Regions from separate parts of the Sus scrofa genome. Here regions 1 and 3 are each linked to region 2. Evidence: chromatin contacts called from public Hi-C and HiChIP or PLAC-seq data. All regions are on one chromosome and are shown on one strand. Each heading gives the region's core, a stretch centred on a gene start, on an enhancer-like site or on the middle of the called end of the contact. The rest is flanking DNA. Distances are from core to core; before and after follow the strand shown.

Region 1 (2,847 bases), core at 207-2,706, 850 kb after region 2:
TTTTCACAATGACTAAAACTTAGAAGGAACCAAGATGTTCTTCCATAGGTGAATGAATAAACTGTGGTACATCCAGACAATAAAATATTATTCAGTGCTAAAAACAAATGAGCTATTATATCATAAAAAGACATGGAGGAATCCTAAATGCTGAGTAAAAGAAGGCAATCTGAAAAAGCTAATTTCTGTATGATTCCTACTACACAGCATCAGGAAAAGCCAAAACTGAAGACAGTAGAAGATTCAGTGATTTCTAGAGGTGGAAGGGGTTTTGGGAGGCACAGGGAAGTATGAATAAGCAGAGGACAGAGATCGGAAGGCTGTGAAACTAACCCATATGATACCATAATGGTGGATACATGTCATTACACATTTGTCAAAACCCATAGAAAGTAAAACACGTAGAATGAACTTTAATATAAACTATGGGCTTTGGTTGATTATGATATGTCAATATAGGTTCCTTGATTGTAATAAATGTAGCACTGCAGGGTGTGATCCTGATAGTACAGAACACTATTAATATGTAGGAGTAGGGAATATGTGGGACTCTATTTGATTTTCACTTAATTTTGCTATGAAACTAAAACTGCTTTAAACATGAAGTCTATTTTTGAATGAAATTTATTATAAAAATATATATTTTTAACATGCATTGTTTATTATTTCATAGTTCTTAAAGTTAAAATCCAGCAGAAAAATTACTTGTTTAACTCAACATTTCCCAAATGTATTTTGCTACTAGACTCATTTTTATATAACATCTCTTTGTATCTCTTGGGACTTGGGTTCTGTATTATACTTTCTGTGGAATACTGAGTTTGTATACAACAGTAGTAAAGAAAATGTATGGAAATCTTCTGCCATATATTTTACTTTCTGTATGTCTTAAATTTCACATATTTTGTGATTAGAGAGTGGAATAAAAATACTTTTCAAACAGGCATAAAAATAAGAAATTGACATAACAACAATAAATCAAAGGTAGAATGTACTCCTATTTTGACTCAGTATCAAGTCAATCTTCCTGCTAAAACAAGAATCTATAGTTCTTCTACAGAGTTGAGAGCTTTAATTTGCTCTTCTTTAATCCACCCAACACACACACACACCCATATTGAATATGAGGGGCAGAGCAGCTGATCACTATCTCAGCTCTTTGTTAAGAACTCTATTGTGCTTTTCTGGTGGACCTGTCTGACTTTATAGAAACTTGCTTCCTGTCTGTAACTGTGTACTGACATATGCCTACTTCTTTGGGCTTGACCTCCTGCCACTCAGTCTCAACTTAGTTTGAATCCCTGGCACTTAAATTGCTCTGTCTATTTGGTCTTTGTTTTCTATTTCTTCCCACTCTATTTGGAAATCTTGCTGATGACCTCAGACTGTGCACTTGGATTTTCCGCCCTGTTTGCTCCTTTCCTGTTGCCACGGAGTCATTAGACTTGGTGCACGTCATCTCTCTCTGGAGTTACAATATCTGTGTTTTCTAACCTCCTGGGTTTGGGTCTGTGCCTGCCAGACATTCACTGTCTTCAAGGTCATTCCATTTGGACTCCTGATCTTGGCTTTCATGGGTCTGCCCTAGCTGGCTCAGTGACAGTTTCCAATACTTAGCAGACATGAAAAAGGCCTTCCTTTCCTGTCACAGCTTTTGGTAAGTCAAATATAACACTTCCTGCAAACTCGCAGAGCCTGTCTTCAGTGCAGTTCAGTTCTGTTTCAAATGGCACTTTCTAGGTGAGTTCTTCTCCCAAGAGCTTTTTAAAATGCAAACTTTTTTTCTCATCACATTTTCCATCCCCTTGCCTTGCTGTATTTTTCTCCACAGCATATACTGTATAATATACTTATTTATTTTATACATTGTCTGCCTCCATCTGTTGGGACAAACCTTCATGATGCAAGGCTTTGTTTTTCTCACTGATAACATCCCTCAATCTAAAAGAGTGCCTAGTTTACAGTAAACAATAAATAAATGCCATGTAACAGATAAATGAATTAATATGAGCGAACCCTGGGTGGGACAAATTGGGGGGGTCAGAACATTACAACTAATAATTTCCATTTCAGAAAGGCACAACATTTTCCCACCAAGACTGGCTCACTGTGGTGTTCCCTAAATAGTCAGAAAGGTATTTACACTCCAGGCATTCATGTACGCTGTAATCTCATTGTGATTTTGCTAGCAGGGGAATCAAAGTTAAGTTTACCTTACTGAAATAATATTAAAAGCAAAGTGAACACCATTTCTAAAGTACAGATGTCAATGAGGATACTGACAATTAAGGGCAGCATGGCTTCCTTTTCATTAGTTATATGATGAGACAAAAATCACATTGCTCAGTGATTCCAAATCCTAAATTGCTTGAAAAAGGTTATTTTCATCATTCATGTATTTTTATACCTTTTATAACTAAAAGTACATTTTAGTCTCAGGGAAATTTTAAAATTTAGAATCTCCCAGTTGAGAGGTCATCAGTCCTCCTCTTGTATAATATCTGGATTGTTTTCACTTTTTGGCTATTACAGAGGAAGATACTATGAACATTCACATCCAAGTTTTTGTGTGAACATAAGTTTTCAATTCTTGGAGTAAAGGCAAAGAGCAAAATTGCTGGATCATATGGTCATTGCATGTTTTGTTTAATAAAATAAACTATTTTCAGGATAGGCTATGCCATTTTACATTCTACCAGCAATGTATGTCTGATCCAGTTCCTCTGCAATATCACCAACATGTATTGTTGTCTCCCTCTTTTATTTTAGTCTTTGCAGTAGGCATGTACCAATATCTCATGGCGGCTTTAATTTGCATTTACCAAATGGATAATAAAGTTGAACATC
Region 2 (2,781 bases), core at 200-2,699:
TATGATCCCCTATTAGGATTTCTATAACCACCTGTGCCTACTCTAGCCCTATCACTATTGCTTAATTAATTATTATTATTTTTTTTTACTGTAAGGAAAGAAGGGTAATAGGAGACTCCTAAAGACCTTTTCTACCTTTGCTACTATCCCTGGGCAAGAAGGAGGAATTATCCTTGTAACCAGATCCTTCTAGTCTCTGCATTTAATTTTAAGCAAGAAAGTGGACAACTAAAAAGCTGTAAGATTGATGGAAAACAGCAGAGGGCAGTATTTACTCATCGCTGAATCATCTCTGGTATCAGAAAAGTTTTAAACTTGGAGGGGTCATTGTGGCGAAAAGTAAAACACACGCCCTATATTTACATTACTTGCCTTAAATTCTTATTTTCTAAATGGTTTCCCTTAAAGGATAAATAATACCTGATTTCTAGTCACTTTTTTCTTTCTTTGAAGAGCCGAATTGTACCACAAAGATTAGCTTCAGTAAATATCAGGGAAATTAATCTGAGTGCCTTGCATGGCAAGTGGCTATTTTTAATATTTCACTCTATTCATTTCTATTTTTCTCATATATACCCTTTCTCAAGACAAAAACAAAAAACAAACAAAAAAAACAAAACAAAAAGAAACAAAACTTCATCAGGATTCCATTGGTTATAAAATGTCTGGGAGGAAATACTCCAACAGAGATCAAAATTCCAAACTTTGCAATAGGAAAAGATCTCCATCTTTCCAATGGGCTACCATTGTTATTGTTGAAACTCTAAGGTTTGGCTACTGGCACCTGGGATCCATTTGGGAAGGGAAACAAAACAAACAGAGTTCCCTTGGCTTTTCCTACAGGAAATCCAAAGTGCAGTCAGTACCTAGGCCTTGGTGTCCTAGTCACCTGACAGTGGGGGAGGGACAAATGGGGACAGGTTCAGGGTTGATCTCAACCTGGGCTGCAGTTAGCTCGCTCTGTAGACAGAGGAGGCATGAGGAAGATTTGGTTTGGATTCTGTCGGGTTGTATTGTAGAGCAGCTCCCTCCTCTCCCATCGCAAGAGAAGGGGCAGGAAACGGTTAAAGCAAATCTGCGCTTTGCATTCCCAGACAGGCTTTGCTTAATCCTTCCTCCCGCTCTAACAGACCCTCACCCCCCGCCTTTCTTTTATTTCTCTCGACCCCCTTACCCCTGAGTTATTACTAGCATAACAATCTAACGGTCTTCTCCCAGACCCCGCCACTAAAGTTATTTATCTGCAAACCTGACCCCACCCCCATCTATTCTGCGGCAGCCTTTTGCTGTTATTGCTGTAACGCCGGCCAAGATTTGACCAAAAAAAAAAAAAAAAAAAAAAAAAAAAAAAAAAAAGAAAAAGAAAAAATCACCCCCCTTCCCAGCGCCTCCTACTCGCAGATCTCCCACACCCGACAGCCTACAGTCCTCCAGGAGGCTGGAGTGATTAGCATCCGGAGAAGCCAGTCGGAGGCCGAAAAAGTCCGAGAGCGCTGGCGGTAGGAGTGCCAGGCGGGGCTGCTTTAGCTCCGGCCCAATGGGGATGGGGCGAGGGAGGGGCAGTAGGTGACAGCACCCGGAGTTAGGGGGAGTCCGGCGAACTAAAGTGCGGGGATCAATGAGTGGCGAGCAAAGTTTCTGTGTCTTGCTCTAGCTCGCGGTCTTCCCTCCCCCTCTGTTTGTGTTTCGGCGACGCGCTGTGTGTGTGTGTGTGTGTGCGTGTGTGTGTCTGCGCGCGCGCGTGCGGCGGGGAAGGGGCGGGGAGAGTGTGGGGGACCAGCCGGAGGTTGAGAGGGGCTCAAGGAGCTCCAGCTCCACAGCGGTACTAGCTTCAGCCGGGGCAGGCAAGAGGGAGAGCGCTGACAGCCGCCGTCCGAAGCTGCTGCGGGCGCTGCCACAGCCCAGAGCGGATTTCCCCGCCTACACAGCCACGGGTGAAGGAGAAAGGGGGACCAACCACCACCCCCGCCCCAAACAAAAAGCCTTGTGGATTACAAAGTGAAACTGACACAGGACAATAAAGGGAAAGGGCACGAGGTCAGGGGCGAGGCGCACTAGAGAGGGCTTCTGACTGGGGCCGCCGGAGAAGGATCCCCCTGGCATGGTTAGGGGAGGGGACTCGGGGACAGAGCGCTGCTCCTGTCCGACCCTGGCGAGGCCGAGAAGAAAGAGGGACCTGCGCTCGATTTGGATGTACAAATAATGGGTCGGCAGGCGTCCTGGCAGAGGTAAAAAAAATTAAAAATGCCGAATAGCGCTGGATTTTGCCTGCGCCTGACTACGGGCTCGAAGCCGCAGCAGGGGCGGCGGCGCCGGCTGGAGGAGAAGGGACAGAGCTGAGCGCTCCGGGATACCGGAGCCCCAGCGCCGCTGTGAGCGCTTGGAAGGCAGTTTTCTAGCTGCCCGCGCTCAGACCCCGAAGCCTGGGCCTCAGCGGCCACTTCTGCAGCCCTGTTGGAGGGGCGTTGCAGCCTTGTTCTTGAGGAGAGGGGATTCGAGGAAATCCCTCGTCTCCAGATTTTGGGAAAGGAATTCGAGAATCTCCCGGCTCCTCATCGACCCCTCCCCCGTGAGCAATTGTTCTTTCCACACACCGCTACGGACGTTTGTCCTTCCCTCTTCAGTTTCTTCGCTGTGGTAAGTTCTAAAGTTTCTGAGGACAATTGTTTGCAACTTCATTCCTCATTAACCTCAATCTCTCCCAACTCACATCCACCTGGGCGAAAACGCTGACTCTCCCGGATTCGAAAACAAAGTGAAGGGGGAAAATAGAGAAGGTTT
Region 3 (3,028 bases), core at 374-2,873, 690 kb after region 2:
AAATGAGTAAATCACTTGATTGCAGCTTCTTGGTAATAGAAATTCTCAGTTTTCAATAACAGTTGTTAAGGAACTTGGTCTTTAGAGGTGTACAATTTCTAAAGGTTGTCTGGGTTGTAAGGCTTATTTTTATTCTCTGCAAATACTGCTTTGAAACATGGCAGATTTGGTCATCTTTCATGGTCAATGTGAAGAAATTTTACAGGGTAGTCCAAATGACAGGTAAAAAGACAGACCAATAATAACATTTACATATTTATTTACATCCTCTGTTGCCCTCAAGGAATTTTAATTATCTATATTAAATGAAATAAATTAAGTGATATTATTGAAAGTTCAGAGATTTGGATTACTTCCTAGATTTTTACTTAATATCAGTTTCATGCTTCTGGACAACTGAAAATTCTATACATTCAAATGAAGAAGCTTAGATTTTTGTTTTTTGTTTTTTCTTTTTTGGCCAGCCTGGGGCATACAGAGTTCTGGGGCCAGCGATCAGATCCCAGCCACAGTTGCTACCTACGTCACAGCTACAGCAACACCGATGCTTTAACCCACTGTGCTGGGCCAGAAATGGAACCCGCATCCTGGCGCTTCAGAGATGCTGCCAATCCCACTGCACCACAGTTGGAGCTCCTAGATTTTTTTTTTTCTGAAACTGAGGATCCTGCCACATCAGCAAGAAAATTCAACCCTAGCAAAATGTGTAGTATGAGTTTCTCTGATTCAAGTCATACATTCTCCAAAGTGGTCTTATAATTTCAATATTTAGCTTCAAAATGTAAATATTACATTTTAATAGTGGCATTGTTATTATTACTTATAATTATATGATTTTATTGGTTATTTAAATATTTTTATGGCTATGTGGGTGTTTTAAATAAAAATAGCCCTAGAAATGAGTTATTTTAGAGATACGAGCTACCACACCCACTCTGGTCATTTTGTAGATGAAACTGAGTCTGAGAAAGAGTGTGAGGGACACAAGGGTTTATTACAATTTAGTGCCAAAGGTGGGATACAATTCAAACATCTTAATTCCAAGTACAGTGACTTTCCTTATATACCATCCAATAGATTAGCTAACAATAGTTTGGATAATCATATAGGAAACCTAATAAAATTATCTGCCATGGTAATAAATGATTTCTACTTCTGGCTTGTCAAGGATTTGGACTGCATAAAATATAACAAGGCCCAAAGCCATTTATTATATTCTGCTGTATGACGTTCAGTCATGGGGGCTGCTCGAACATCCAGATTTTCGTGGATGGCAAGGGGTCAGTAAAGTCAGTTCAGCCAAACACTAAGTCTTCATGTTTGGCTGTGACACTGCTGGCATTTGCCTGCCTCAGCATGATCACAAAGTCTTACTGACTGCTCTCATATAGTGTGAGAGAAACGAATTGCATTAGGTTTTTAACAATAAAGATGCAGTTACCTTCTGCCATTTCCAGATTTCCTGTGTGACAAACGTCAGAGTTAAACTGTTGCAACATTCAGCACATTTTTATCCAGATAAATATTGAAAACATATTTAATGCAATATTGAAGGGATTAGAGCATTCAGAAAAGGGAAAGTCTGACTAATGCAGCAGCTGCACAGCATTCCAGTGCACTCAAGCTATTGCCAGCGTTTATTAGCCAGTCAAGTCTTTGACAATAAACAATCTGCGATCCGGCTCATGCTCTCTAGTGGATAGTTGTTGGAAGTTTGTTTTCATGACGGCATTAACAGCTCTTGTGTCTGCAGGTTGCCTGTTATTACTGCTTAATTAATGTTGGAAGACTTTTAATCGAGCTTTAAATGTACTTTTAACTGCATTCTAAAAGATGACTATTTTTATGATAGTGTTCCACTAGCCAAAGGTAAATAAATTAATATATATCAAAAATAGAAATTGTGGAGTTCCCATCATGGCGTAGCAGAAATGAATCCAACTAGAAACCATAAGGTTGCGGATTCTATCCTGGCCTCACTCAATGGATTAAGGATCTGGCATTGCCTGGAGTTGTGGTGTAGGTCGCAGACGTGGCTCAGATCTGGTGTTGCTGTGGCTGAGGTGCAGACTGCAACTGTAGCTCTGATTAGACCCCTAGCCTGGGAACCTCCATTTGCTGCTGGTGCGGCCCTTAAAAAAGAAAAAAAAAAAAAAGCTTAAAAATAGAAATTGCAACAGAATATAGTGTATCTGTTAGCTGCAAAATTGATGTTTCATTTCTTAATATTTTATTTGCAAAAATTATATTTAAAAAAGTAAAAGATGAGATCATTACTTTCGGCCTTCTTCCATATGTAATGTCACTGTCTATCTCTCTTTATTCTATTATTATCATTTATTCTATTATTCTAACCTCATATTATCTCATGGGTTTAGAATCAGGCCTGCTTTTGAGCACATTCACACAGAAAGGCCATAGTGGTTGCAGAAACAGTTTCTTTCCTGATTGGATGAGTGATATGTTTTCAGGACAGACTAGTTGTTTGATATTTTGAATATTACTTTTGGATAAAATAGATCATTAATGTAGCCAAAAAACAGTTTGGGTAGTTAAAAATCCAAACACTATGCCAAAGAAATCTTTAAAACATGAGGAATGTTTTCCCCTTGAAGATTAATGTCTAGTAAATAATTTGAGGTGAAAGTGGAAATCTAAACAGGAAATTAAAGGCAAATATCTCCAGGACTTCAACTGTAACACTACAAATGTAAACATAAAAGATAACACAAAAAGTAAAAACTCAGTAATATGTTACTCATATATAGCATTTTGCTAGCAATTAATACTCCACATATACACTTATACCGAGACTTATGTACTTTGCTATTTAAAATTTAAACTTCGGCTTCTTTTATTTGTCTACCTTTAATATATTCAACCTAGAGAGTATTTTGAAATTAAAACAAGATTTCTGCTCCAATAAATATGAACAGCATAAAAATTAAATGCTATAATATATATTTATATATAAAAGTATTCACATTTATATAATATAGGAATATAATATTTAAACATTTAATTAGAC

Evidence for each region. Hi-C and Micro-C count contacts between places; a contact is called where the count stands out from the background. HiChIP or PLAC-seq counts read pairs in DNA pulled down with a chosen protein or histone mark.
Region 1: a contact with region 2 is called in a Hi-C map of skeletal muscle, with 10 times the contacts expected there. The contact joins the enhancer-like site here to the promoter of FAT4 in region 2. A contact is called at or near these places in 9 of 47 Hi-C or Micro-C datasets (embryonic fibroblasts, epiblast stem cells, liver and 5 more) and 1 of 2 datasets of contacts at active chromatin or transcription factors (skeletal muscle).
Region 3: an H3K27ac HiChIP or PLAC-seq map of skeletal muscle shows a contact between it and region 2, with 6 times the contacts expected there. The contact joins the enhancer-like site here to the promoter of FAT4 in region 2. A contact is called at or near these places in 5 of 47 Hi-C or Micro-C datasets (embryonic fibroblasts, fetal heart ventricle, retroperitoneal adipose tissue and 2 more) and 1 of 2 datasets of contacts at active chromatin or transcription factors (skeletal muscle).

What each region holds. Positions count from the first base shown.
Region 1 is chr8:98,464,505-98,467,351 of Sscrofa11.1, reverse strand. No RefSeq gene overlaps it. Among named protein-coding and RNA genes, the nearest start is that of FAT4, 850 kb to the left of the region's middle. Within about 2 kb of position 1,456, at least 11 of the 83 cell types and tissues checked have an H3K27ac peak or open chromatin away from gene starts, as enhancers often do. A contact at or near this core is called in retroperitoneal adipose tissue and skeletal muscle, where this site is marked.
Region 2 is chr8:99,310,799-99,313,579 of Sscrofa11.1, reverse strand. It overlaps FAT4 (protocadherin Fat 4), which reads left to right and starts at 1,449. Exons shown (of 22, transcript XM_021101611.1): 1 at 1,449-2,781. All of the region lies in intron 1 of LOC106504728 (a long non-coding RNA gene), which reads right to left.
Region 3 is chr8:98,620,571-98,623,598 of Sscrofa11.1, reverse strand. No RefSeq gene overlaps it. Among named protein-coding and RNA genes, the nearest start is that of FAT4, 690 kb to the left of the region's middle. Within about 2 kb of position 1,623, at least 8 of the 83 cell types and tissues checked have an H3K27ac peak or open chromatin away from gene starts, as enhancers often do. A contact at or near this core is called in skeletal muscle, where this site is marked.